3 separate regions of the Anser cygnoides genome follow, and all the other regions are linked to region 1. Evidence: chromatin contacts called from public Hi-C data. All regions are on one chromosome and are shown on one strand. The core of a region is the stretch at or near the end of the contact, and the rest is flanking DNA. Distances in the headings are between cores, read along the strand shown. Region 1 has its middle 19 kb from the start of MYC. Region 2 has its middle 200 kb from the start of MYC. Region 3 has its middle 190 kb from the start of MYC.

Region 1 (3,247 bases), core at 227-2,726:
AATGTAGCCAAGTAGGTTTTAGACCTTCCAGGGATTCCCTTCAAGCAAGTTGATTTCCATCAAAGGTGACACAGCTAATCTCTTCTACCCTGTGCCCTTCAGGGAAAGGAGAGAGGAGCAGAAGCATAGCCTGGCCTGCAGAGTAGTTCATACCATGGCTAGCAGCATGCTTTCACTGCATTTGGCCTCTTTGCCCTATGCCAGAGCTTCACACTCTTCTTTGCCACAAGCACATCAGCTCCTTCTCCAACCAAGAGAGAAAAGGAAGGAGAAAAGAGGCAAATTAGAGATTCCCTAGTCAGCAATCCTTGCAAAAAATATTCTCTTTCAGCCAATGTAAAATGAAACTCTAAAACTTGTAAGATATCAGACCAATAGACTTTTACACTTGTGGAATTTTATAGCATCCATACCGGCACTAATCTCACTATGAATGGTTCAGATGTTTCGGATCATCCAGGCAGTATAACACCAACTGCTGAATTTCAGCCAGAATTTCACCCACATCAATCCCAGTACATTCAGTTCAGCAGATTGCTTGGGCAACACCTTCTTTCAGCTCAGTGAGATCTTTGATATGTATGCAGATGGTTCCTTTCTATTTCCTTTGAGAAGGATGGCTAATGTTGGAGGAAAAGGGAAGACAACAACAACAAAACCGTCTCCCTCAGTGCACCTCCCTCCCCACCCCAGAAAGTCAGCAAGGAATTCTGAGCAATTTGCATCAGAGGCGCTTCCATTTTATGCAAACTGCCATAAAGAGGAAAACACCAGGTGACAGCTCCATACTGGAGATGCTGCAGCCCTCAGTGGGCTTATATAAAAAGCCATAATACACATAAAAGTCTAATGTGCCTTCAAAATTACCTCATCTTTTATTTAGAGGTTATTTCACCCTTGTCTTCCTTTATCGCTCTTTATACGAGTGAAGTGGGGAAGCTGGACAAAATTGAGGCAATTTAGGTTACTAAGTGGAACTAGAGTTTATGGTCAAAGTTAGGCTCTGGAGGAAGAATTCCCCACTGCCACCCCCGCAGCCAACCTAAAGCTCTGCAGTCAGCTTTATTGAGGTGTTTATTCCCAGATCCAGCCCCCACCTTTCACCTGCTGATAAGGTTTGTCTACTAAAAGAGGAAAATACAAACAGAAAGATACGGAGGGCAGCTGGATGAAGGATAAAAATAGCAGCAGGACTTTTTGTAGTAGTGTCCTTTGTACCATTAGAGAAAATCCTGGCAGCATTTCTGTTTCACGGGGTCGGCATCTCCAAGGGGATCTACACACACATGCACGCACACACATGGATACATACACATAGAAAAGAGGCTGTCGGCTGAGTTTTGGGCATGTCAGAGCCATGAGTTAGAAATCAGCTTGAACTACGCAAAGACAACACCCAGGAAAACAGTGGAAAACCCCTCCTGGAGCACAGGGCAATGGAGGATGCAGGAGAGAAGTCAGTTCTTCCGCTCCCAGCTCCGACCTGCTTGGCAGCCTGAACTCACACTGTTTTCCCCTATCTTTTTGTTGTCTCCCCTCCACCCCTCACCTATTTTGAGGCTATTTGGAGCAGACTGTCTCTCTATACAGCACCTGGAAGACTGATTATGATCTCTAGCCTCTACCATAGCATAAATAGTGAGACTCCAGTTGGCTCCAAGGTCCGCATAACTCACCGACTACTGAGAAGTTAAAAGTTCCTACTTGGAAAAAAAAAAAAAAAAAAAGAGCTATTAATTTTAAAATTAGCAGTAGCAGCAGGTCCACAGCTAATATTTTCCTATTTAAAACAGAAACAGTGCCAAAGAGCAAGATGGAGTCATTGAGGAAAAAAAAAATGCCGTTATTATTTTTTTGTCCTCTCTAGAAAATACTTTATATTCCCAGTTAACCCTCTTATGCTTGCTGGTATAAATTATCCCTGAATTTATGGGGATTTAGGCAGCATTTGCACAGAGATTGATTGTCTCCTAACGGTCTGCTGTAACCTTCCCGTGAAGCTGCTAATACTGGGTATCTTCCAATAGATCCCAGTCCCAGGTCTGTAATTCCCACTCTGCTCCAGCATTTCTATTGTATTCTGTTCCTCTGAAGGCATTTTCAAACGACTATTATAACATAATCTGACAATGATATCATTGATGCTCCCCCCTCATCTGGCCAGATTTGGAAAACTCCCTGCAAACTGCTGAGCAAGCAGACTGCTGGCTCCTGTTTCTTGAAGGGATGGAAGAAAAGTGCCAGATCCAAGTATCTAAACTCTGACTTTCAGAAGAACTGAGTTATGCAGTGAATTCAAATTCTGAAAGTTCAGTTCAGACATAATTTAAGTGCAAACTTGTGTTTTCTGGGATACATATAAGTGGCACTAAATCAAATGTTTTCTTAAGTTGACTAAGAATTGATTTAGTTCCTTTAGGTAGATATTCTTTAGTTTGGTTTAGAGGATGACACAAATGTAGCTTAACTCAGTAGTTAATCAATAACATAATTTTGATCCCTAACTAAATGAAGCTTGATAAATATCAGACACTTTTAAATTGTGTTTAATTAGTGTTTATGCATGTATTTGCAGGCTCTGATTCATAAGCTGTGGCAACTCCATGCTGAAGTAACCTAACCTTGTCTTTCTGCTAGAAGTTACTGCCCCATGTCCATTTCAGAGGCAGCAGATAGCCCTCAGACATGCAGGGTCCGTGTGACCTCCTCCTAACGGGAAGCAATCTCCTAAACCTTATCACAATGTCCACCTTCAAAGGGAGTGGTGCCAATGATGTTGAGAGGAGGGGAGAAAGGGATGTGAAAGAGGCAGCTGGGGAGGGGCCCAGCTTTGAATTTCCAACTGTGGGTAAGAGGTGGTTAAGGAACAGCTGATGAGGATGATGAGTGATGCAGAAAGACGTCAGCATGGGGAGAGATAGAAGAGATTGCATCTGTTTCCTTCAGAGACTATGCCAACAAAGATTGACATAGTGGAAACCTATAAAAGAAATGATAATCCAGAGAAGTTATGGCTGCCTACCATGTCTCCCAACACTCAAGCTCAATAGCTCCTAGCAAACCAGAGGCAATTGCACTTAAGCAGATGGATATTTTAAAAGTAAAAACACCTACACAACCCATTCCCAACACATCCCTGGTGACACCAGAAAATGAAGCGCAGCCACAGGCTCCTTCCTGGTCAGCCTTACAGAAGAGGTGACCACGCTCTGGGGAGAAGGAAGGTGCAATTCCCTGAGCACAAGCC
Region 2 (3,247 bases), core at 193-2,692, 190 kb before region 1:
AGTCCCTTGCTTGCTTATGTCACAACGTCATTTGTACTGCGCCGCCAAAATATTCACAGGATGCCAAAGAGCTGACTTTCTGTGAGATCTTGGCAATCCTTCAAGGTTGTTGTCACAAAATGTAGTTCTCCTCTCCAAACAAAAGTTTGTTGGTAACAACTCATTGTCCATCAAATCAGATATTACCCGTCTAGTGCCATCAACATGACACGTTGTCCATACATGAAGCAGCAGGTCCCAAACCTGACCAGGGGTGCACAACTACACAACAGTCAGGAGCTGAAATTTGCTGCCTGTTTTTGAGATGTCCCTGCTGCAGACTTCTAGCCTGTTGTGCAAGAGCTTCCTGAATGCCCTCCATTGTAGGCATCTGGCTCTGCTTGCAGCTTTCCAGAGAAGTGCAGCCCCAGAGCATGCTCTCGGGTGGGCCAGGAAGCTGCATAGAGGGCTGCAGAGGCAGGCTTCGGAAAATCAGTACTCAGCACTTATGGCCTCTCCAAGGAAGGCAGCATATTCCTACTAAATCTGCATTAGCTGGATACATGTCATGAAACTGTCACCCTGACACACTCCTAAGGGGAAAGTTTGTACAGCTCGTATCACAACACATCTTCCTGGATCCTCTTAGTCTTCCACTGCAGCCATACCATTAAAGCCAAGTTAAGCTAAGGAATGCACCCCACAGGACCTTCTGCTGAAACAGGTGCAATTTAAGGCCTCTTGCTGGTCCTTGCGTGCAATATCTTCTTTGTAATTCACTGTGACGGAGGATCCCAGCTATTAAATTAACAGGTGTGAATGGCACAGCAAGACTAGGACAAGGAAAGACAGAGTTGTCGTTGTATTTAAATGCAAATTATTACAATTTAAATGCATTTTCTTTGTAGGACATTACACTGTTTCTCACTGTGTTTCATAGGAAATAAAGTAAAATGAAAGCCAGGACTAGTAATTGCAGAAAGACAATGTATACAGGGAAGCTGGTTTTACCTGAATAATATAAACTGATCTTCAAAAGCTCATTAACAACAGAGTCGTACTGTTTATTTTTATTGCAGTTGTGATTTTTAGGATTAGGACTATCAATATTTATTCATGTTTAACAGAACACAAACATCCGGTCAGTCCTGGCAAAGTGATATCCACTGAACTGCAATTTCATTGCACTTTAGTCATAGATCAAACAAAGGTCCCATTTATAGTAGGAGGGTAAAAGTACAACAGAGTCGGTAACAAGTGTGGCTATTGCCATAATACCTAATCTGTTGTAAATGACATATGAAGTTCTTTGTGAACCCAGCTATTGTCAATGGCAGGGGCAAAATCTGTGGTTTTTACCCGGTCAAACTCAGGTCTTACTAGAAATAAGGACTAGATGTGTGACTGCTTCTCCAGGTAAAAGCACCTTAGAAACTGAGGCAGATTATTTGGCAAACTGCTATTTCCACGTGAGGTTTCTCCAGATAACACTCCTTGCTGTTGCTTAATGGGTTTGAATTTGGGTCTTTTCAGCTGTTTTTTCCCAGGAAGTCTGTACAGTATACACCCTGAAGGTCTTGCCCAGGACACCTGACCACGTCTGCTGCCAGAGCTGCTCAGGACTGCAGATATATCTGTAGGGTCCAATATCCAGGGCTGAGGGACTCTGACCTAAGCAAAAGCTCCAAGTATGACTACATACTTAAAAATAGCAAAGCTAAACAACACGCATACCGGGCGAAGCGTGCTGAATGACATGGATTTGCCAGGATAGCTGAACTCAAGGAAGATTTGAGGGGTACTCTGTGGCCTTAGCCATATGAGCAATTATTTGTTGTTACGAAAAGTATTTGAGAGCTTGCCAGTGCATTCACTCTCACAGCACCCCAGGATGTGGCAAAGTGCTGCCAGCCTTCCTGGGGGCTGGGGGAAAGGAGGAGGTTGCACAACCTGGCCAGGGGAGCTACGGTCAGGCAGCCCAGCAGCACCTGCTGCTCGCACCTCTCCGCGGTCCTGGTGGCGTGCCAGCCACCTCACCTCCTGGGCTCACAGTCTTGCTGTAATTCACCCCCCTCATAGACTGAGAAATGCAGTGCAGTTTCTCCTTCCCTCAAATATTTAGGGGTACGTGATTTTACGTAAAATATTGCAAAAAAATAACAAGGGAATTGCTAAGGAAAACATTTTCTGCCAGAAGACATTAACACACCTTGGAGTGTGGTTAGTCTCACTCCAGGGGTTTAAAGAAGTTTAGCATGATAGAATTTCATAAATAGTAATATGTAAAGTACAAATCACTAATAAAAAATACTATTAATACTTTTTTTTGTGGATTTCCCAAAGCTGTTTCTCTGTCTTATGTAAACTGCATGCTCCTCAGGGCAGAGACTGCTTGGAGTCTGTGGCATGGACATCACTGAGTAGAAAAACTAATGAAGAAAGAAAATTAATTTCTTCATTTACTATTCTGACTATCAAAAATGCTCAAGGGGGACACAACAATGTGAAAAGTGAGGAGAAAATACAGCATATTTTATACATTTATTTTCATCTCCGGATGATTTTGACCACAAGAAAGTATTTGCCCATGATAGATGAACTGAGTTGCCATTCCTGTTAATATACTACTGTTTAATGATTTCTTTTCAGTATTCATTTTAATACAGTCAATGTTTACTTAGAAGGACATTAATAACACCAGGATATCTATCATATAGGAAATGGCTAATGAAATCTGTTTCATTTGTCAGTGGATGTTTATGTTTCAAAGCCGCATTGGATTGTTTATGCAAGATTTAGGGGAGAATGTTAGTGTTTCATTAGTGACTAATAACGAGAGTGAAGTTAAATGGCAATTAGTATGGATTTTTATTATTATTACTATTGCTATTATTTACATTACATCAGGACTCCCTTGGGCTGCAGATCGATGCTTGAAGCAGCTCAACTGTTGCTGCAAAGACTTCAGAATGAGACAAAGTATGTTTGATAGTGATATGGACACAGGACTGAGAGCCAGAGTTGTCAAGCTCTGCAAATGAGCTGACTCACTGCCAGTTGCTCCTGTGGTGAATCGTCCTACAAGTAGCCTTGTTGTCTCTAACACATCTTCTATATGAACGAAGCTTATAAGATTTCTGAATGTGGGATGCTTATACTCAACAGCTAATTCAGAGCTAATCTGCATCTCCTAGTTTGATGGTTTTGGAACCGACTCATTCATTTTTCTCTCAATAGCTGCTTCAAATTGGATTCAAAGGTCAAAATC
Region 3 (3,247 bases), core at 272-2,771, 170 kb before region 1:
TATAAAGATGCCAGAACCCAAATGTTTGTGGAAATCCACTGATTAATACACAGATCTGAAAGTGAAGGCTTTGCTCGCCTACCATTCTCCTTGGCAGGAGGATAGACAGTGGATTTTCTGAGATGCATATGTGGGGGAGACAGCTCTGGTGGTTGTTCTGCCTGGATTTGGGACCATCGAGCATTCAGACTGCCACCAGCCTGGCAGCTCTGGGAGACCACACTCTTCTGAGGCACTCAAGGTTTTGGGTGCCAGCAACACTAAAGAAAAGGAGAGGTCCTGACAAGCTGAAATTTCTTCGGAAACTTTTGAGGCACCCTGAGAGAGACCAGTCTCCAGGACTAGCAGGGAACTAGGAGCGTAGAAGCCCTGAAAGGCATTATGAAGTTAGTAAGTTCAGCATATGTATTCATATATGATTTTTTTTTTTAATATATTTCAATTCTTTAAAACAGAGCATGAAAAATGCTACTTTTTTTTTTTTTTAAGCTTTCTAGCCCATAAGGAATACAAAACTTGTGTTTTGGTTTTGAAATAGCAAGGGTTTTCCTCGTCTTCAACTCTAATTCACACCTAGGGCTATGCTATAGCAAGAGGCTATTAATCTAGTGGATAAATTCAGCCACCTTTTTTTTTTTTCCTGATAAACTAAGCTAACATCAGGTCATTGCAAGGGCTTGAAACTGAAACATAACAATGGAGTAATGAATGGTTGTAGAACAGACAAACTTTTAGAAAACAAGCCCAATAGAGTCAGTATTGGTGCTAGTATGAACTTTCATGTTCAAAAAGTACTCTTTACTCATGTCTAAACACTGACACTATTTCTAACTCTGGGAATGCCTAAGCCACAAATCCCTTTAAGAAGACAGAATGGAGGGATTGCTGCATACTTACCCTGTTCTTACTCTCTTCTGTAGCCTATACTTTTCCTCCTATCCACCCTCAGAGACAGGATGCTGGGCTAGAGGGCCCTTTCGGCTGACCCTGTACAGCTGCTCTGGTGTTCCTCTATTTATGCTACATTTCAGAGGAAGTGATTTTCTCTTATTCCCCATCTTTTCAACAAACAGTAAAGCCCTCCAATACCATTTTTGACAGAGTGCAACCTAAATGCTTGCATTCAAGGATTAGTCACACGCTGCTGGAGTGAAAACAAAGAAAATGTAAACAGCTAGTGCTTTTGCCAGAAGTATGCAAGAGTCTGTGTGGGAAAGGATATGATATAAGAGCTTGTGTGATCATACATTCTTTTATTAAAATAAAACCTTTCACAACAATTCCTAACATGATTTTTTTTTTTCAAGTATCACCACTCATTAAACAAAGCTTGCCTGTGCAATTATCAAATATGTAAGACTTGTGATATCAGTTAGATTTCTCTATGGGTGTATTTCACATTGTCGTTTAATTATTAACTGACTCCATCGTGTTTGCTTTCTATATGTGTTCTTTATTTCAGGAATACATCTTGCAATATTAAATGAAAAGACAAACTCAGTCAAGAATCTGAGGAATAAGATGAAAAGCAGGTTGTATATGGTTTCTCACCTGCTTTCTCTCAGCTATCCCAAATTCTCACTGCAGCCAAGTCAGAGAAATAAAACAAAATTCTCTGTGGAGAGTTACACCAGGCTTTGAGGTAGAAGATTCTCCTTCATCCACGTCTTTCTCAACCCAGTCTCAGTGATCTCACCAGAATGAAACAAAAAATGTCGTGCCATGAAGCTTTAAAGAAAAAATACTGGCTATTACGATAGACAAGGACAAAGTTAATTCTAATTTGCAGAGTGTTGGGTGCAGCTGTTTATTTGTCCCAACACATAGTTCAGATGACCTCTTCATGAAACACAGAAGTGTGATAAATAGAAAAGTCAAAGAACAACTAACTGTTCATCAGTGTCAAATAAGTTCATTTTGAAATTGCTAAATCAGACTATTTTGATTCAGAGTGGGGAGGAGAAACAAGGTGACATTGGCACTGTTCACACAACTACCTCGCAGTGAGGTCTGCAGTCTCCTTTTCTAGCATCTCCACGGTAAGGTAGCCTATTGCAATGCAGAAGGCACATGTTCGTATCTCCTCTTCACTCTGCTTAGAATTTACCTGAATCAAAGACTTTTTCTTTCTCAGAAGAGGTGCTGACTGAGAAGTTTACCGCTCTTTCTGAAGTGGTACTTTTTTATGTTTAAGTCACTCGAAGAGTCACTGGAACCCACAGGTACCACTTCCAGGTGAGTGCCCTTAAGGCAGGCTATGCTTGTGTCTTCAACATAAATGTATGTGTACATAATTGTAAATGAATACTTATAGGTTGATATAAAATAAAAGCACTTCAATAGGAGTGGATAAGAAGGCACCAGCCCAGAATACCTACAGACCTGTGTTCACTCACAAAATGAGATATCAGATTTCAAATCCCTGCTTTACTATAATTAGAAAGGGTATCAACCCTTCTCAAAATATCTTAAGTGAGGGCTTTAAGTTAAAAAAAATGTAGAGTTAAATGTGAGTTTGTATTAATTTCCTTCCCAGAATAATTGTTCCAGAATAAGCAAAATAATTAATTAATTTTACCTTTGATTTACCAAAGGTTTAAAAAAAAAAAAAAAAAAAAAAACAGTTTCAAAACAGTTTCACGTCAACCTACAATTTCGGAGGGTCTTTGTGTGAAGTTTCCTGGGAGACAACTAAGCCAAGAAAACCCATGAGAATACTTTCCCGTTCTCTTTACCTTGTGTCCCAGCAATCCAACATGCAGCAGGGGCTTCCCCATAATCCAGATAGCCTCCGAAGCAGACAGCTATCAGATGGAGTACCTGCAGCTCTGAAGCTGAAAAGACTTCGAGATGGATGGTCCACCATCCCACCATCTAAAGACTTCCTAGGTGAGGGAGATATGCTGCCCAAAGAAAAAAACTTGTGCTTAATAGTTGATACAATCTGCACTTACCCAGCTTAGCTAGTAGGTTTTCTAGATAGGGAAGAAATGAAGCTGAGCAGTTTCAGTTCCACAGACCAATACCTTCTCATCAATGATTTAAAATGCTTTTTCATTTGTCTTAAGAACATTTGCTCCAGACCAGCTTCCTCCTTCCTCAACAAATTCAAATCATTCCTCACATGCTCAAAGCACCAATGCACTGAACATTTCCCTCTGCCCATTCTGCCTATCAAGTTTCCGATTCCTAATTAAATATATACGTTCTAAAAGTACAACTTAACCACTGGCAACTGATTCCCTTC

What was found. A called contact is a pair of places that touch in the nucleus more often than the background predicts.
Region 2: a contact with region 1 is called in a Hi-C map of liver, with 4 times the contacts expected there. The contact joins two enhancer-like sites. A contact is called at or near these places in 2 of 7 Hi-C or Micro-C datasets (both in liver).
Region 3: a Hi-C map of liver shows a contact between it and region 1, with 2.4 times the contacts expected there. The contact joins two enhancer-like sites. A contact is called at or near these places in 2 of 7 Hi-C or Micro-C datasets (both in liver).

The regions. Positions count from the first base shown.
Region 1 is chr2:153,150,960-153,154,206 of Taihu_goose_T2T_genome, forward strand. No RefSeq gene overlaps it. Among named protein-coding and RNA genes, the nearest start is that of MYC, 19 kb to the right of the region's middle. Within about 2 kb of position 1,477, at least 2 of the 3 cell types and tissues checked have open chromatin away from gene starts, as enhancers often do. A contact at or near this core is called in liver, where this site is marked.
Region 2 is chr2:152,965,194-152,968,440 of Taihu_goose_T2T_genome, forward strand. No RefSeq gene overlaps it. Among named protein-coding and RNA genes, the nearest start is that of MYC, 200 kb to the right of the region's middle. Within about 2 kb of position 1,443, at least 1 of the 3 cell types and tissues checked has open chromatin away from gene starts, as enhancers often do. A contact at or near this core is called in liver, where this site is marked.
Region 3 is chr2:152,984,605-152,987,851 of Taihu_goose_T2T_genome, forward strand. No RefSeq gene overlaps it. Among named protein-coding and RNA genes, the nearest start is that of MYC, 190 kb to the right of the region's middle. Within about 2 kb of position 1,522, at least 1 of the 3 cell types and tissues checked has open chromatin away from gene starts, as enhancers often do. A contact at or near this core is called in liver, where this site is marked.